2 separate regions of the Mus musculus genome follow, and region 2 is linked to region 1. A link is a contact called in public Hi-C data. All regions are on one chromosome and are shown on one strand. The core of a region is the stretch at or near the end of the contact, and the rest is flanking DNA. Distances in the headings are between cores, read along the strand shown.

What was found. A called contact is a pair of places that touch in the nucleus more often than the background predicts.
Region 2: a contact with region 1 is called in a Hi-C map of bone marrow-derived macrophages, with 54 read pairs. A contact is called at or near these places in 1 of 39 promoter capture datasets (hippocampal neurons), 65 of 484 Hi-C or Micro-C datasets (3T3-L1-derived adipocytes, B cells, B-cell progenitors and 45 more), 17 of 130 datasets of targeted methods (the 230-238 cell line, CD8 T cells, the G1E-ER4 cell line and 10 more) and 5 of 9 other capture datasets (adipose tissue, bone marrow-derived macrophages, embryonic stem cells and 2 more).

Annotation. Positions count from the first base shown.
Region 1 is chr19:37,418,369-37,421,068 of GRCm38.p6, forward strand. Kif11 (kinesin family member 11) reads left to right here. Exons shown (of 22, transcript NM_010615.2): 22 at 1,891-2,700. The coding sequence ends at 2,022. Among named protein-coding and RNA genes, the nearest start is that of Hhex, 15 kb to the right of the region's middle.
Region 2 is chr19:37,502,182-37,504,881 of GRCm38.p6, forward strand. No RefSeq gene overlaps it. Among named protein-coding and RNA genes, the nearest start is that of Gm32294, 9.9 kb to the left of the region's middle.

The DNA of each region.
Region 1 (2,700 bases), core at 178-2,677:
GTTGTCTCATTTCTGCCTCTTATATTTCTTTAATTTGTATCTTTACCCAGTAGGTCCGGTGTGCATCGCTGTCCATCACACATGGAGACTATAAGATGTACTAGTGATTTATCCTGCCACCTTGTGGCTCTCCTTGTTCATTGCTCCCCAGGACTTCCTGAGCTCTCTGTTGCTCTGATGCTGTACATTTAAATCACCTGACAGACAGATCCTATGCCCACCACCTTGTTATCCTTGAAACTGTCACACTCAGTAGAACAGCTTGCCTAGACTTTAGCAGTTCTCCTGCCTTCGGAATTGCAGATGTGAGGCATCGTGCCCTTTTAACATAGTTAGGAACAAGCCATTCAAAAGTGCCTGGTGCCAACCAAGTAAGGCATCGAATGAACACCTGTGATCACAACCCTGTAGCAGCAGAAACAGTTTGAGCTCTACAAATTGAAGGCCAGTCTGTCTTCATGGTGATTCCAGGCCAGCCAGGGCCACACAGTGAGCCCTATGTCAAAACAAACACCCCTAAAATCCTATTTGGCAGCTTTCCCTATATTTTAAAGACAGGAGCCTAGATTAAAGTAAAAATTTCCTATGCAAGACATATAATATCTCCATTTTTACAGTTAGGATGCTGATATGTATATTTTTATACATATATTACATGTTATATATGTGCATACTTACATATGTGCATATATATTGTATTATTATATATGTTATGTATCTAATTTTAGTAGTTTTTTGGATCCTTTTTCTGGAGGTCTAAAAGTTCTCTCTCCATGCAGGTTTAACTGTTCCATATTTACAGATTTCCTTAGCTCCCTTATGTACCTCAAGGCAGCTTCACCCCCATTGTCTTTTAACCCCTTACTTTTTCCTGGCCTGGCACAGCTCGTCATTCTTCATCTCACCGTTGCCCACAGGCAGGCCTTATGCGTGCCAAGGAGCTGACTTACATCTCGCTATTGGTCTCAGCGCTCATAATCCCAGTGTGCAGGATTTTCTTCCTGATTCCAGAGACATAGAGTAAAAATTCCTTTTTCTTTCTTTCTTTCTTTCTTTCTTTCTTTCTTTCTTTCTTTCTTTCTTTCTTTCTTTCTCTCTCTCTCTCTCTCTCTCTCTCTCTCTCTCTTTCTTTCTTTCTTTCTTTCTTTCTTTCTTTTTCTCCTTCTTTTTCTTTTGGTTTTTTGAGACAGGATTGTTTTGTGTAGCTCTGGCTGTCCTGGAACTTGCTTTGCAGACCAGGTTAGATTTCACCTCAGAGATGTAGACTGTGAAACAGGTTTTCAAAGAGGATAAATAAAAGTCTTTCTTGGTGGTGACAAATCTGTTAAACTGGGTAACTACGTGTTGTGGTCAGCTGCCCTGCAGGTTGAACACTTCCTCTGGGGCCGGTTCTTACTGCAGCTAGGAGCACTTTGTATTTGTACTAACCTGTCTCAAGATAACTGCCTGTGTCCACTAGGGGGCAGAATCACTTGCTCTTGAGAACCACTGTCTTAAAGGGAAATTTGTAATTATGTTTTAGAAACAATGCAAAAAAAGTAATATTTCATGCCAGGTGGTGGTGGCACACGCCTTTAATCCCAGCACTCAGGAGACAGAGGCAGGTGTATTTCTGTGAGTTCAAGGCCAGCCTGTTCTATAGAGCAAGTTCCAGGACAGGCAGGGCTACACACAGAGAAACCCGGTCTCCAAACAAAAAACAAACAAAAAAGAAAAGTAATTCTTTCTTCTTCCATTACTGGTAAAGTAAAGAAGACCCTACCTTTTGTGTTTTGTGGTTTTCAAATTTAAACTTTAGTCCATAATGCATAGAACTTTCATAATAAAATGTTGCAATGTCTAGTAAATGTTACATAATTGTGACTTCATTTCTCCCCTTTAAACCCACAGCGAAAAAAGCCACATGGAAAAGACAAAGAAAACAGAGGCCTTAACCCGGTGGAGAAGTATAAAGTGGAAGAGGCCTCGGATCTCTCCATCTCCAAGAGCAGACTGCCGCTTCACACCTCCATAAACCTCTAGCTGATCTGAGGCTTAGGGTGTCATCTTTAAAATACAACCTGAAACTCCAGAGTCTGAAGCTATGTACAGATGAAAAGGGGACTGCTGTGTGAGGGCCCCACAGTAACTGTAGTTGAACTGAAAGTCTTTTTTATAATCCCTGTAGTCCAAGGATGTAGTAAGCTGGGTATCATTTGGGATTTACATTGAATATGTGTGTGTGTTTCTAGCTTTTTATATAAAGAAGCTCTTCTGTAACAAGTAAGTATTTTTCTTGTATATAATTAAATACCAAATATATGGAAATCATTGTTCCAGGTTTAGACTTGTATTGGTGAATGCCATCTCCTTTGCTGTCTGGCCAAGGCTGTTTCCCTACCTCTAACCAGCCTTTTCTAGTTTGTCTTCGACTCCTGTCTCCCTTTTCCTGTCACTTAACCTTTTGTAGCCTACAGAAAGGTTTCTTTAGTATGAGAAACGCAGGGTTTTACCTGGAACTCTTCTATCTCACTGATTACCCTTACAATCACTGTCAAAACACCTGACCCTGGAAGGACCCTTCCTTTTGGGTCCTTCATTTGTTCTCGCTGATATGCACACATCTCATTCCTTCCTGAGGTCTGACACATCACCAGCCTCCCTGTAGTGTCGGCTCCTAATGCAGGAGACCTTGAGGCCCCACTTAAAAGGTCTTTAAGT
Region 2 (2,700 bases), core at 125-2,624, 84 kb after region 1:
GTTTCTTTCACTATCTCCCATAGAAACACAATTTACACCTTTTTTTTTTTTCCAGCTTAGTGTTCTAATACTAAGTTTAACGCTTGCGTGCAACTTGCTTTGTTAATGTGTGTAGATCGCCTCCTTCCCTTTAGTGGAAATGTAGGGTTTTATTATAGGGTTGCCATCTAGGTGGTTTGATAAACCATCTTTCTTCTCCTCCCTCCCACTTATTTGCTAAGTAAAATAGTTTGCATCATAATCTGCCGCATGTTAGTTATTCTGAAATCCTGCCCTTGGGGAAGTAAAGGGGAGAGATTTGTATTTCTGTAGGGTAGTGTTATGTATAAGACTTTCCTCAGGGAGACACACACACACACACACACACACTCAGCCCTACTCACCTCAGATAGATATCCTACAATAGATACCACCAAAGTCCAACTCATCGGTTCCCAAGTTGGCCTTTGGCGGTATCTGTACTTTGGTTTGTTGTGGGCTCATCTATGGAGTGGGGATGGGAGAGTAGATGTGTATGTGTTGTGTCACCCTAGAAAAAAAAAGCCTGTCACACAAGTTAAAGCTCAGTAAATCTTGAGGCCAAGTTCCTAATTTGTGATTCATTTGTTATTGGAATCAAAACCAATGTCAAGATGGTGCTCAGGGATGCAAAATAAAGAGCCCAAGACTGATAAATAGACAGCCCAGACCAATTTTCTCTTTCTCCAAAGGCTAGATCTGGGTCTTGGGAATTCGGTTTCTTTATGAGCTTGAGTTTCTTCATCACTGACATCAGGTTGACGGGCTGAGTGGCCAGTGTGATGTTAAGCTTCAGTCGATATCATCACTCACGTTACCAATTCTTTCCTCTGTTTCCCCAGGACTGGCTCCCCCAGAGCCTGCTGTGGTGCGACCCCTCCTACCCTAGGTTATATCTGATTGATGTTGAGCTAGTCACTCGTGACAAGTCAAGTCTGTCAAAATCTTTCTCTAGGACTTTTGAATGTGAACCACAGAATGTATGAACAGTTCCTCTCTTGTGGTGGGAGACTGTGAGAAGTGAAACTCGGTAGCCATTGGTAACCATATTATCAGTGTAACGAGTTACTAATGTGGACAGGACAAAGACCGGCTTCCTTGCCCTGTGGGGAAGTAGTCACATAAAAAGGAGCAATCTCTAAATGCGATATTTGGATTGTGTCCTGGAACAGAATCCAATGTATTGGGTGTTGGGATGGGGGGGGGGGAAATGAAGCTTCAAGTTGTTTCATGTGTCAGCTTGACTATACTCAGGATGCCGGGATACTTGGCTAAGTGTCATTCTGAGGTGTCTGTGAAGGTGTTAATGGGTGAGACTAACATTTGAATGGATACATAAGCAAAGCAGCTGGTCCTCACCCAGTGCGAGTTGAGGCCCCGAAGAGAACCAAAGTGGCAGTTTGTTGCCTGCATTAGAGCTGTGGTGTGGATCTCCCCGTTCCTTCAAACTTGTTCTCAGATCAGGAAGGCTCTCACTGGCCCTGCTGGGTCTCCAGGTGGCCAACCTTTTCAGACTCCATAAGTGTGCCATTTCTTCGGCAGGCAATCTCCTGTCTGTATGGCCGGTACTCAAAGGCAGAGACAGGAGGGCCATGTGTTTGAGGCTAGCCTGGGCTACATAGTGAGACCCTGTCTCACAAGCCAAGGGCCTGCAGCTCCGTGGCAGCACTTGCTTAGCCTTGAGCATAGCGTTGGGTTCTTTCCCCTGGACTCTGCCAGTTGAAGAAGGACTATTGGTGGCTTTGAGTGTTTTTACACATGTTCTTCCTATGTTAAACTTCATCTTCCCTATGCCACACCTTTAGTATAAAGTACAGTTTGGCTGTAATGTGACACCAAAGTTTAAAATATATATATATATATATATATAGTTTAAGAAATGGTTCATAAAGAAGGCTACACGTCCTAAAGGACAGATTTTTTTTTCTCCCTCCCTTCCCTCACTTCTACCAGAACTTTCCTTCCTCTTTGAGTGGATACAGTAGACTTTCATTACTACAGTTGTGATGGCTAATCTTGATTGTCAACCTAACACCCTTGGGAAGAGTGAAGCTCATTTGAAGAGCAGACTCCACCAGCTCAGCCTGTGAGCATGTCTGTGGGAGATTTTCTTGACTGATAACTGATGTCGGAGGTCCCAGCTCGTTGTGGGTGGTACCACCGCTGGGCAGGTGGTCCTGGGTGCTGTAAGAGGGCAGGCTGAGTATATATACAGGGGTAGCCAGCCAGTCAGTGTTCTTCCCTGGTTTCTGTTTCGGTTGCTTGCTGCCTCCAGCTTCCTCCCTTGAGCTCCTGGCCTGACTTCTCTCAGGGATGGAGTGTGACCTGTAGGCCAAAGAGGCCCTCCACTCCTGATTGCTTTTGGTCATGATGCTGTGACTGCAACAGAGAAACAAACTAGGAGAGAAACTGATACATGGAACAGGAAGAGCCTGACCATGCTGAGTTTGGGTGGCTTGTGGGAGAACTTTTGGAGCTTTGGACTGGAGAAGTCATTGAGTACTCAGGGCTCAATGGCTGTTTTGTGAGCGCTAGGAAGATGAGAGAGTGTTGAGAGAGATACTGTTGATGGAGGCTTGCGAAGTGTCAGACAGAAGCAAAGACTCAGGGCCATTTGTATGTTATATTTGAATTAAGAACCTTTCCTTCTAAAGATTTCCTGAGACAGATTGATGCTGGTTA